2 separate regions of the Ovis aries genome follow, and region 1 is linked to region 2. The links are chromatin contacts, called in public Hi-C maps. All regions are on one chromosome and are shown on one strand. The core of a region is the stretch at or near the end of the contact, and the rest is flanking DNA. Distances in the headings are between cores, read along the strand shown. Region 1 overlaps LOC443398 (T-cell surface glycoprotein CD3 gamma chain). Region 2 overlaps JAML (junction adhesion molecule like).

The links. A called contact is a pair of places that touch in the nucleus more often than the background predicts.
Region 1: a Hi-C map of liver shows a contact between it and region 2, with 3 times the contacts expected there. The contact joins two enhancer-like sites. A contact is called at or near these places in 6 of 16 Hi-C or Micro-C datasets (blood, hypothalamus, liver and 2 more).

What each region holds. Positions count from the first base shown.
Region 1 is chr15:28,768,565-28,773,070 of ARS-UI_Ramb_v3.0, reverse strand. It overlaps LOC443398 (T-cell surface glycoprotein CD3 gamma chain), which reads right to left. Exons shown (of 5, transcript XM_060399311.1): 2 at 2,193-2,216; 3 at 1,540-1,755; 4 at 717-848. Among named protein-coding and RNA genes, the nearest start is that of CD3D, 5.6 kb to the right of the region's middle. Within about 2 kb of position 2,565, at least 4 of the 54 cell types and tissues checked have an H3K27ac peak or open chromatin away from gene starts, as enhancers often do. A contact at or near this core is called in liver, where this site is marked.
Region 2 is chr15:28,633,859-28,638,294 of ARS-UI_Ramb_v3.0, reverse strand. JAML (junction adhesion molecule like) reads left to right here. Exons shown (of 9, transcript XM_060399774.1): 5 at 144-256; 6 at 1,961-2,198. It overlaps LOC132657861 (a long non-coding RNA gene), which reads right to left. Exons shown (of 3, transcript XR_009596594.1): 3 at 2,197-3,057. Among named protein-coding and RNA genes, the nearest start is that of JAML, 18 kb to the left of the region's middle. Within about 2 kb of position 2,499, at least 6 of the 54 cell types and tissues checked have an H3K27ac peak or open chromatin away from gene starts, as enhancers often do. A contact at or near this core is called in liver, where this site is marked.

The DNA.
Region 1 (4,506 bases), core at 1,316-3,815, 130 kb before region 2:
TTATATAAAGAGATTTTTTTTAAAGTACAGAGGACAGGGACTTCCCTGGTCGTCCAGTGGTTAAGAATCCATCTGTAAGTGCAGGGGACACAGTTTTGATCCCTGCTCTGGGACGATCACGCATGCCACTGAGCAACTAAGCCTGCGAGCAGCAACTACTGAACCTCTGTGCCCAGAGCCCAGGCTCTGCAACTAGAGAAGCCCCCGCAGTGAGAAGCCCTGCACTGCAACGAAGAGTAGCCCTGCTTGCCACAACTACCAAAAGCCTGCATGCAGCAGTGAAGACCAACAGCCAAAAATAAACAGATAAAATTAAATAAACAGTGAGTAATTTTTTAAAAATGTACAGAGGACAAGTCAGAGAGAGTTGTATTTCGAAACAGGCAAATATGCTATGAAAACACCAAGTGTCCTGTTCCTCCTGCCTTCAGAGTCAGAGCCTCACTGGACCATGCTCATCAGCAACACTTGCTAACCCAGCCTCTTCTATTGGGTCTCTTTTGGTAGGAAGGAGGCTGAGGGTCCCAGATCGCCTCAGCTCTCATCTAAAAACATTATTTTGTTTTGTTTCTTGATTTATTTGGCTGCGCCGGGTCTTACTTGTGGCATAAGGGATCTAGTTGCCTGACTGTGGATCAAACTCTGGCCACCTACACTGGGAGCTAGGAGTCTTAGCTACTGGACCACCAGGGAAGTCCCTAAGAACATTCTTTTACCTCTTGACTGGCGAACTCCTTCCTGTCCAGCAATGAAGTAGACCCCAACAGCAAGGAGGAAAATGCTGACGATTTCAGTGAAGATAAAGCCAGCCACAGTGGCTGGATTCAGTTCAATGCAGTTCTGACACACTGTGGGGAGAGAGAAGGACAAGAATTCCTTCAACCCTGGATTTTTTTTCTCTTGAGATAATATTTCTGTCCAGGGCAGCAGGCCTCTCTGTGGGTGGTATGGCTAGGGAATTGCCTGGAAGATCCTTGGACTAAGAACTCAGTGCTTTGTGATGTTCCTTTATTGTGCAGGAGTCTGGGGGAAATCCATGTGGTTTTACTACCAGCAACTATTGAAATAAACTGCTAAGTCACTTCAGTCGTGTCCGACTCGTCGCGACCCCATGGACTGTAGCCCACCAGGCTCCTCCGTCCATGGGATTTTCCAGGCCAGAGTACTGGAGTGGGGTGCCATTGCCTTCTCCGTTTGAAATAAAAGGAAGACCATATCCCATTCTCCATGCTACAGTCGCTCAACTTGTAATCTCCCCTGTCTCCTTTACCTGTCTTAACTTGGTTTGTATAAACTGCTGACTCCTCCAAGCAGTGGGGCCTACCCAAAGGTGAGCCAGGCTTTATAAGACAGGCTATGCTTTTTCAAAATGTTGGGGGAACTGCTTTGTTAAATTTAAAAAAATGTAAGCTGAGATTAAGAAAGCTGACTCTTACATTACTGTTTAGCGTCTATGTCTACATCCATCCCAGACAAGAAGCTCACCAGAGCAGCCGGTACTGCTTAATTTCACATAAGCAAACCAAAAGGGATACGTACTTCTATAATATATTTGGAGTGATTTTGATTCGTTACTTGATCCTTTACATTCATATATTCCTCGAGGGTCTTTGGTACTACTTCCAAGATCCCAAGTAAGTTTATTTGTGTCTCCAGAACTTATTTCTTTCATATCTTTAAGCCATGTGATCTTTTTTTCATCCGTGACACAAATCAGAATTACAGAACCATCTTCTCGATTGTCATCCACTTTTACTGAAAAAGGAAATGCATGTTAAGATCTTGCCTCTGAAATTCTCCCTGTCTCGGGGCACACATGATTCACAGGGGAATCTGTTTAGAATTCCAGGTTCTATTCAATAGTTCTGGGGAAGCACTGAGAGTTGGCATTTCTAACACACTCCCAGGTGAAGCCAGTGCTGTTGATTCATAGGTGGTGCTTTGAGTAATGCCTAGCTGCTAGGGCCCAGTTTCTCCTCCAAGCACCAGACAATTAATTGTTTAGCTCCAGGAAACCCAGGAAGGTCAAGACTGGCCACTGATTTGGTTAACAATGGAAGGATTTGCTCTCTATCCTTTATCATCCCATCCCTTCTAAGCTGTTCACTTGCTCCTATAGGACTGCCGTTGTGAGAGGCCATATTTCCATGAATTTCCCCAGTCTGCTGATAGAAAGAAGACATTTCCCTTACCTTCTCTCACATAGGCCATAGTACCTGCAGAGACAGAAGACAGAGGATTAGCTGCGCATGGAGCCCTTCAGATCTCCTGATGCATCATTTCCACAGTCATTTGAGGCCAAGATGAAGAGAGAGAGCCTAATCCATGTGAGTGACAGTATCTGTACTTATTTCCCTGGATGGTAGCCTAAACCACCAAACTGAATTTAGGGCGTTGTTTAATAAAAATTTGTCTAGTCTTTGTTCTGGGCTTCTGGGAGGGAGTTTCTCCACCCTTGGAATTTTATGAATGATAGGATTGCCTTTGTGTTTCTTGGTGGACCCTTGGATCATACATGAATTTATGTTAAAGAGATGACTCAGGATGGGACAGGTCAAGTCTAAACATGTGATTAGAGAATCGGGACTTTGAGCTCTCGGAGGTGGAGGAGGGACTGGGTATTGAGTTCAGTCACGTGATCAATGATTCAATCAATCATGTGTATGTGATGAAATCCCAAGAAAAACTCAGTGGCACTTCCTGGTTGGTAAACATATCAACATGCCAGGAGGTTGATGTATTTTAATTCTGGAAGGAAAAAGCATGGAACCTCTGTGTTCAGGACCCTCCCAGACTTCACTCTATGTGTCTCTTCATTTGTCTAGATCTAATTTTTTTTTTTTTTAAATAATGAAACTGTACTTGCAGTACAGGGCTTTCCTGAGTTCTCTGAGCTGTTCTAGCAAATTCTGAGAGGGTTCTTGGGAACTCTCCAGATTTGTAGGCAGTTCCTCAGAAGTGCGGGTGGTCTGGGGATCCCTGAACCAGTGCCTCCCTTTTTAAGTGAGGGGAGTCTTTTTGGGGACTGTGCCCTTCACCTTTGGGGTCTGATCCCAACTCTGGATGGTTAGCACTGAGCAATTGTATTGCACTGTATGTAAGGGTATTGCCTGTACAGTGTGGAATGCTCTGCTCCTTTAGCAGCTAAAGCCTTGCAAAAGATTGGGTGTGTATTAGCTAAAGTCTTTTACAGCAGAATTACTTCTATAATGTTCAGCTTTGGTGACCCACTTTTTTTTGTGTGTGTAAATCCTGAATGTCCCGAAGGAGTTAGCCACTAAATAGCCCTCAAATCTGTCTCAAAACTCAGAGTGGTAGAGTTGCATGCTGGACATACTATAGAGAACCAACACTGGAGTTCAACTCAATTGGATTTAATCCAAACACTTACCGATCACTATTAAGTGCCTGACATGAAGAAGGAGTATGGAAGAAAAGGGTGGTGATACAAATAACTAGTTGTTGCTTCTGAAGAGTTTACAATGAAGTGGAAAATAACCCACAAATGTAATAAATGTAATAATACTTATAAATTATCATTTAGTACTCGCATAAATGCATATGGAAAGGGGTAGAAACTATTGATTTTGGCCAAGGGTGAGGAACAGGAAAAGCTTGACAGAGAAGATAGCAGTCTTAGAACTTCACACAGAGCTGAACTGAACTGTATATGAATACCAGTTAGCACAGTGCCTGAAACATGGTAGGAGCATTATATGTTTTGAATGAAAGTATGAATGGATAAATGAAAAAAAAAAAAAGGCAAGACAAAGAGTTAAGCAGATTTCTAACTAGCTCTTCTCCCCAGCAACCTGGTCACTGTGAAAGAAACAAAGAGTCCTCTCATTCTAATCCTGATACCATAGAAAAGACAGTATAATTGATTGCTGACATTTAAATTTTTGATTATCTGAATTCTAGTTCCTTCTAGGACTTGAGAACTCATGTAGCCAAATTTCCTAGGTTGATGGCTGAGAGAACTGAACCCAGAGGGAGGAGGCATCGCCAAGTTCACCTGGCTCATTGGTGACTGAGCTGCACACAGAACTCAGGTTTCTGCGGCTCAGTCCAGGGCTTCTTTTTGCTCTACAGAAATAGCTGCCACACAGGCTTTCAGCACTGCCCCTCACCCTGTGTTGTCTTCAGTTGGCTCTTTCTCTATTCCTCTCAGAAATAATTCTAAACTCCAACGTCTCTTCTAGTCCCCAACTCAGTCATCACCCAGCTCAATTTTAGCAGGTTACATTGCTGCCCACTTCAGTTCAGTTCAGTTGCTCAGTTGTGTCCGACTCTGTGACCCCATGAATTGCAGCACGCCAGGCCTCCCTGTCCATCACCAACTCCTGGAGTTCACTCAGACTCACGTCCATTGAGTCAGTGATGCCATCCAGCCATCTCATCCTCTGTCGTCCCCTTCTCCTCCTGCCCCCAGTCCCTCCCAGCATCAGAGTCTTTTCCAATGAGTCAACTCTTCCCACTTAGTTCACTGAAAACATGGATGCTGTA
Region 2 (4,436 bases), core at 1,250-3,749:
CACAGAGGGAAAGTGTGCAGTGTGGGGTGGTGACATTGGTTTTACTGCTGAGGATCTTTGGCTAAACATGATCTCTTCCAGAAGTTCTTTGGCTTCTAGAGACTATACTTTGAGTGTAACTTGATTTATCATTTTATCCCCAGAGCTGATGGTTCATGTGGGTGATTCGACTCGGATGGGATGTGTTTTCCACAGCACAGAAGAGAAGCACGTGAGCAGGGTAGACTGGATGTTCTCATCAGGAGAGCCTGCCAAGGTACGGAGGAGACGCCCTCATTGTGTGGTGCCAGGACAGAGTGGGGACAGCAAGAACCTAGGCATCAGGTGCCACATGTTGGTCTTATGAGGGCTTGGACTTTGGAGTTTGTTAAAAACACAAAACAAAACAAAACTGGGCCTCTTAGCTTGGCTGGGCAATTTCAGCTTCCAGTTGGGAAAAATGACTAATGAAGATGGTGGAGAAGTAGTTGCTACTGCTCGACTTGGGTTGTCAAGATGCATCTAGGACATGGTAATGTAGAACACTGGTTCATGACTTGGCTACAGCATCTTGGTTTTATCCTTTCTCTCTCTTTTCCTTTTTATAGAATTCATGGAATAACAAGGGGGAATGCTTTTGGTGACCAATGGGTTAGGCATAAGAATGATCGTCTTATTTGGGTTATTTTTGTGAGTTTTCTTCTGCACCCCTTCACCCCATTTATGTGATGGGATTTTCTTTGTCTTCATGGATGTGTTGAATGTTGGGATTAGTAATCCTGGAGGCCAAGATGAGGAGGGTGCTTCACAGGAACGCTGAAGCAGTAAACAGCAGGTTAGTTCGTTAGACCAGTAGATGTCAACTATGGCATGGTGATGTCCTGATGAGTCAAGCTGTGTCTTGAGAGACATCCCACATAACTTATTGTTAATAAAAGTTAAGATACAAAGCTTAGAAAGATTCACCTTTTACAAATGAAGACTTATTCCAGGTCATCCATACAAAATGTCATTTACACTCAGTTGATTCCTATATGCTGTTTGAGTGGATCAGAAAGGATGGCTTCATGGTGGGGTCTGGGGAATTACAGGTAGTTTCAGGTTCACCTCTGGGAACCCATTGTATATTTAATTGTCATCCACCAAACTGAGTCACAGCAGAACATAGGATGATAGTTGACATTTGTGAGTTATGAACTTGAATCACAAGAGACAACAGGTTAGGTGCCAGGTCTTTTCATTCATATTTGTGTCTGTATCCTTATTTCCTGTTCTTAGAAACTTCTAAAAACTAATGGTATTTATATACTTTTTTGAAAAATTCTGACACTTTTTTATTTAACAAGTATTTTTAAGGTGCCTGTTATATGGTGAACACTCAAAGCTCCTGCCCTGGTGGGAGACTTACAATCAAGATGGAGGGAGATACATAGAAAAATAATGAGGAAATAGGAATTTTCCTGGTGATCCAGTGGTTAAGAATTCGTCTTGCAATGTAGGGACACTGGTTTGATCCCTGGTCAGGAAACTAAGATCCCACATGCTGTGGGGCAACTAACACCCAATGCAGCCAAATAATAGTAATAATGAAGAAATATATACACAGTATGTCAGGTAATAGTAAGAGCTATGGAGAACAAGAAAGCAGGCTTTTGTGATTGTTTTTTTATGTAGGTGGTCAGGGAGGCCTCACCAAAAAGGTAACATTTGAGTAGAGGTCTCGGGGAAGTGAAGGAGGCAACCATGTGTCTGTCTAAGTGGGAAGAGTGTTCCAGGCATAGGGAGCAGCAAGTGCAAAGGCCCTGAGGCCAGCACTTAGGAGCAGCAAGGAGGCTGGTGTGGACCCGTGTGTCCGTGGCTTTGTGTTTTCTGATACTTTCTGATGATACCTTTACTGCTTCTACACGTAGGGCCTGTGAATCCCGAGAGCTCCCTCCAACCCCAGTCCTTCAGTCTCTTACATTTTGCCTTTCCCTTCTAGGAGGAGATTGTGTTGTGCTATCAGCCCAAACTCAGGGCGCCCAAAGGGTACCCCCAGAACTGGGGCCGCTTCCGGAACCGTGTGGACTTGGTGGGAGACACTTCCCGCAATGATGGCTCTATAATGCTCCACGGAGTGAAGGAGTCTGATGGAGGAAACTACACCTGCAGTATCTACCTGGGGAACCTGACCTTCAGGAAAACCACTGTGTTGCAAGTGATCCTGAAAGAGCCCCGAAGTATGTAACATCTGGCCGGGCGGGGAGGAGGGGCTGCATAGCTGGTAGGCAGGGGCAGTACTAGGGTGAAGCTGGAGAGGCTTCTAGGATGCAAAATTTAAGGAGGCATCACTCTCAGGTCCTGTACTTGCCTGCTCCTGATAAGCCTCGTACTTATCAAGCACTCCTACCCTGTGCTTGCATGACCTTGAGAGTAATCCCTCCTTAAATTTGGTCCCCTAGGCACCTTGCCTGCCTCACCCTAGTGCTTCCCTGATGGTAGGTCAAGGGAAAAAAAGGTAATAATACTGAGTGAATGCCAACCCCTCTGCCAAGCCTCACTCATGGTTTCTGTAATATACCAATTTAAAGATACAGGAGCTCAGAGATGGATTTGGGTCATTTTGACTTGGCTTCAAAGGAGATGCTCTATGCTCTGTAGTAGAAGGGAAGATGCTCCTGAGCTGGTGAGAGACAGCAAAGAACAGAGGAAACAGGAAGGGGAAGGAACCAAAAATAGAAGGAGTTTCTGATCCCAGGTTCTTTATTCTGGCAGTGTGTATTAAGGCCATTGGTGAGGAGGAGAGTAAAGACTCAATTGTGTTGACTGAGAGAGGTTGATAAGTAAGGGGTTAAAGTTAAACCGGAACCCAGTTAGCAGTCAGGATGTGGCCTGTGGACTTTGCCTTTTGCGAGGGCCCCAGGGGTTGGCTGTGGTTGGCTGGGGGCAGGGATAGGGGTGAGGAAGCACCTCTACCCTCAATACCTCTGGCCAGAGACTTAAGTCCATGGAGGCGCCTTCTTGTCAGTAACGGAGGATGCCAGCGGGAGAGGGAAGCAGGACAGATGGCTTTCTTCACTCTCAGAAGTCTTCCCTCTGCTTCACAGGAAAGAGAAGCCATTAGCGGGGGCTCATGCAACTTCTGAGCCCTCCACACCCTCAAGCAGACCTCCATCTACTCCTTCCTCGTCTTTGCCTGCCGTCCTGAGCTCCCTTCCCTCTGGGGGCTTATCTGAGCCGCTGTGCTTCTCCTCCTTCTCAGGACCCTCACAACATGCCTCTTTAAGCTCCACGGTCCATGGGCTTCTGCCATTAAGCACACGCATACACTCAACTCTTCCCCTTACCCGTGTCCTTGTCTCCTTTAGCTCTCACCCTATGTCATACCTTTTCTTTTTTCCCCTCTTTCACTTGACCTTTATTTATTTATTTATTTTAATTGGAGGATAATTACTTTGCAGTATGGTGCAAAGTACATCAACATGAATCGCACATAGGCATACACGTGTCCCTTCCCTCTTGAACTCCTCCCCACGTCCCTCCTCCCACCACCCCTCCAGGAGACACAGACATAAAGAACAGGCTTTTGGACTCAGTGGGAGGAGTCGAGAGGGTGGGATGATTGGAGAGAATAGCATTGAAAGATATACATTACCATATGTAAAATAGATAGCCAGTGTCTTACTTTTTCTTGAAACACCTTTATTGAGATACAACTCACACGCCACACAATTCACCCATTTAAAATGTACAACTCAGTGGTTTTAGTATATTCCGAGTTGTGCAACTTTCATCGAGATACATTATGCATTTCTTTCTAGACACAGTCAGATAGTTTGCTAAAGGACTGAACTCAGTGTCTTCTGTCTCATCTTGCATTAACCCCTAGTACTCTGCAGTCAGCCTTCTACTTGCACCTCTCCTCCAGTGTAGGTCACCAGTGGCACTCTAACTGTCTATCCTTGACCTTCCCCACCCCAGTAGCATTGAACACCATGTTCTGTATACGTTTAATATATTCTGTTAGACGCAACCTATCTGTCCATCCATCCATCCATCCATCCATCTCTGTATATGAACGCCACCCAGATATTCCACAAATACTCAAACACAAATAATCCAAATCTACCCCTCACACCTTTCTCCTGCCCACCTCTCCAACCTCAGTTGATGCCACTGCTATCGACATAATTATCCAACTGGATAATCGTACTGGATATTATCCAACTGGATAATCATACTGGATATTATCCAACTGAATAATTGCCTGGGAGTCGTACTTGATTTTTCCCTTTCCCAGGACCCCTAGTCTAACAAGTCAACAGGTCCTGTGATTTCTACTGCTGACTTTGGATCTGTCTTCTTTCTCATCTGGCACCATCCCCTGGCATCATTCTGCCTGTCAACCTGTCTCAGACTGTAGGCCTCTCACCAGTCTCTGCTTTCGCTTTGTCGCTACCCCTCATTCTCGGTGCGAT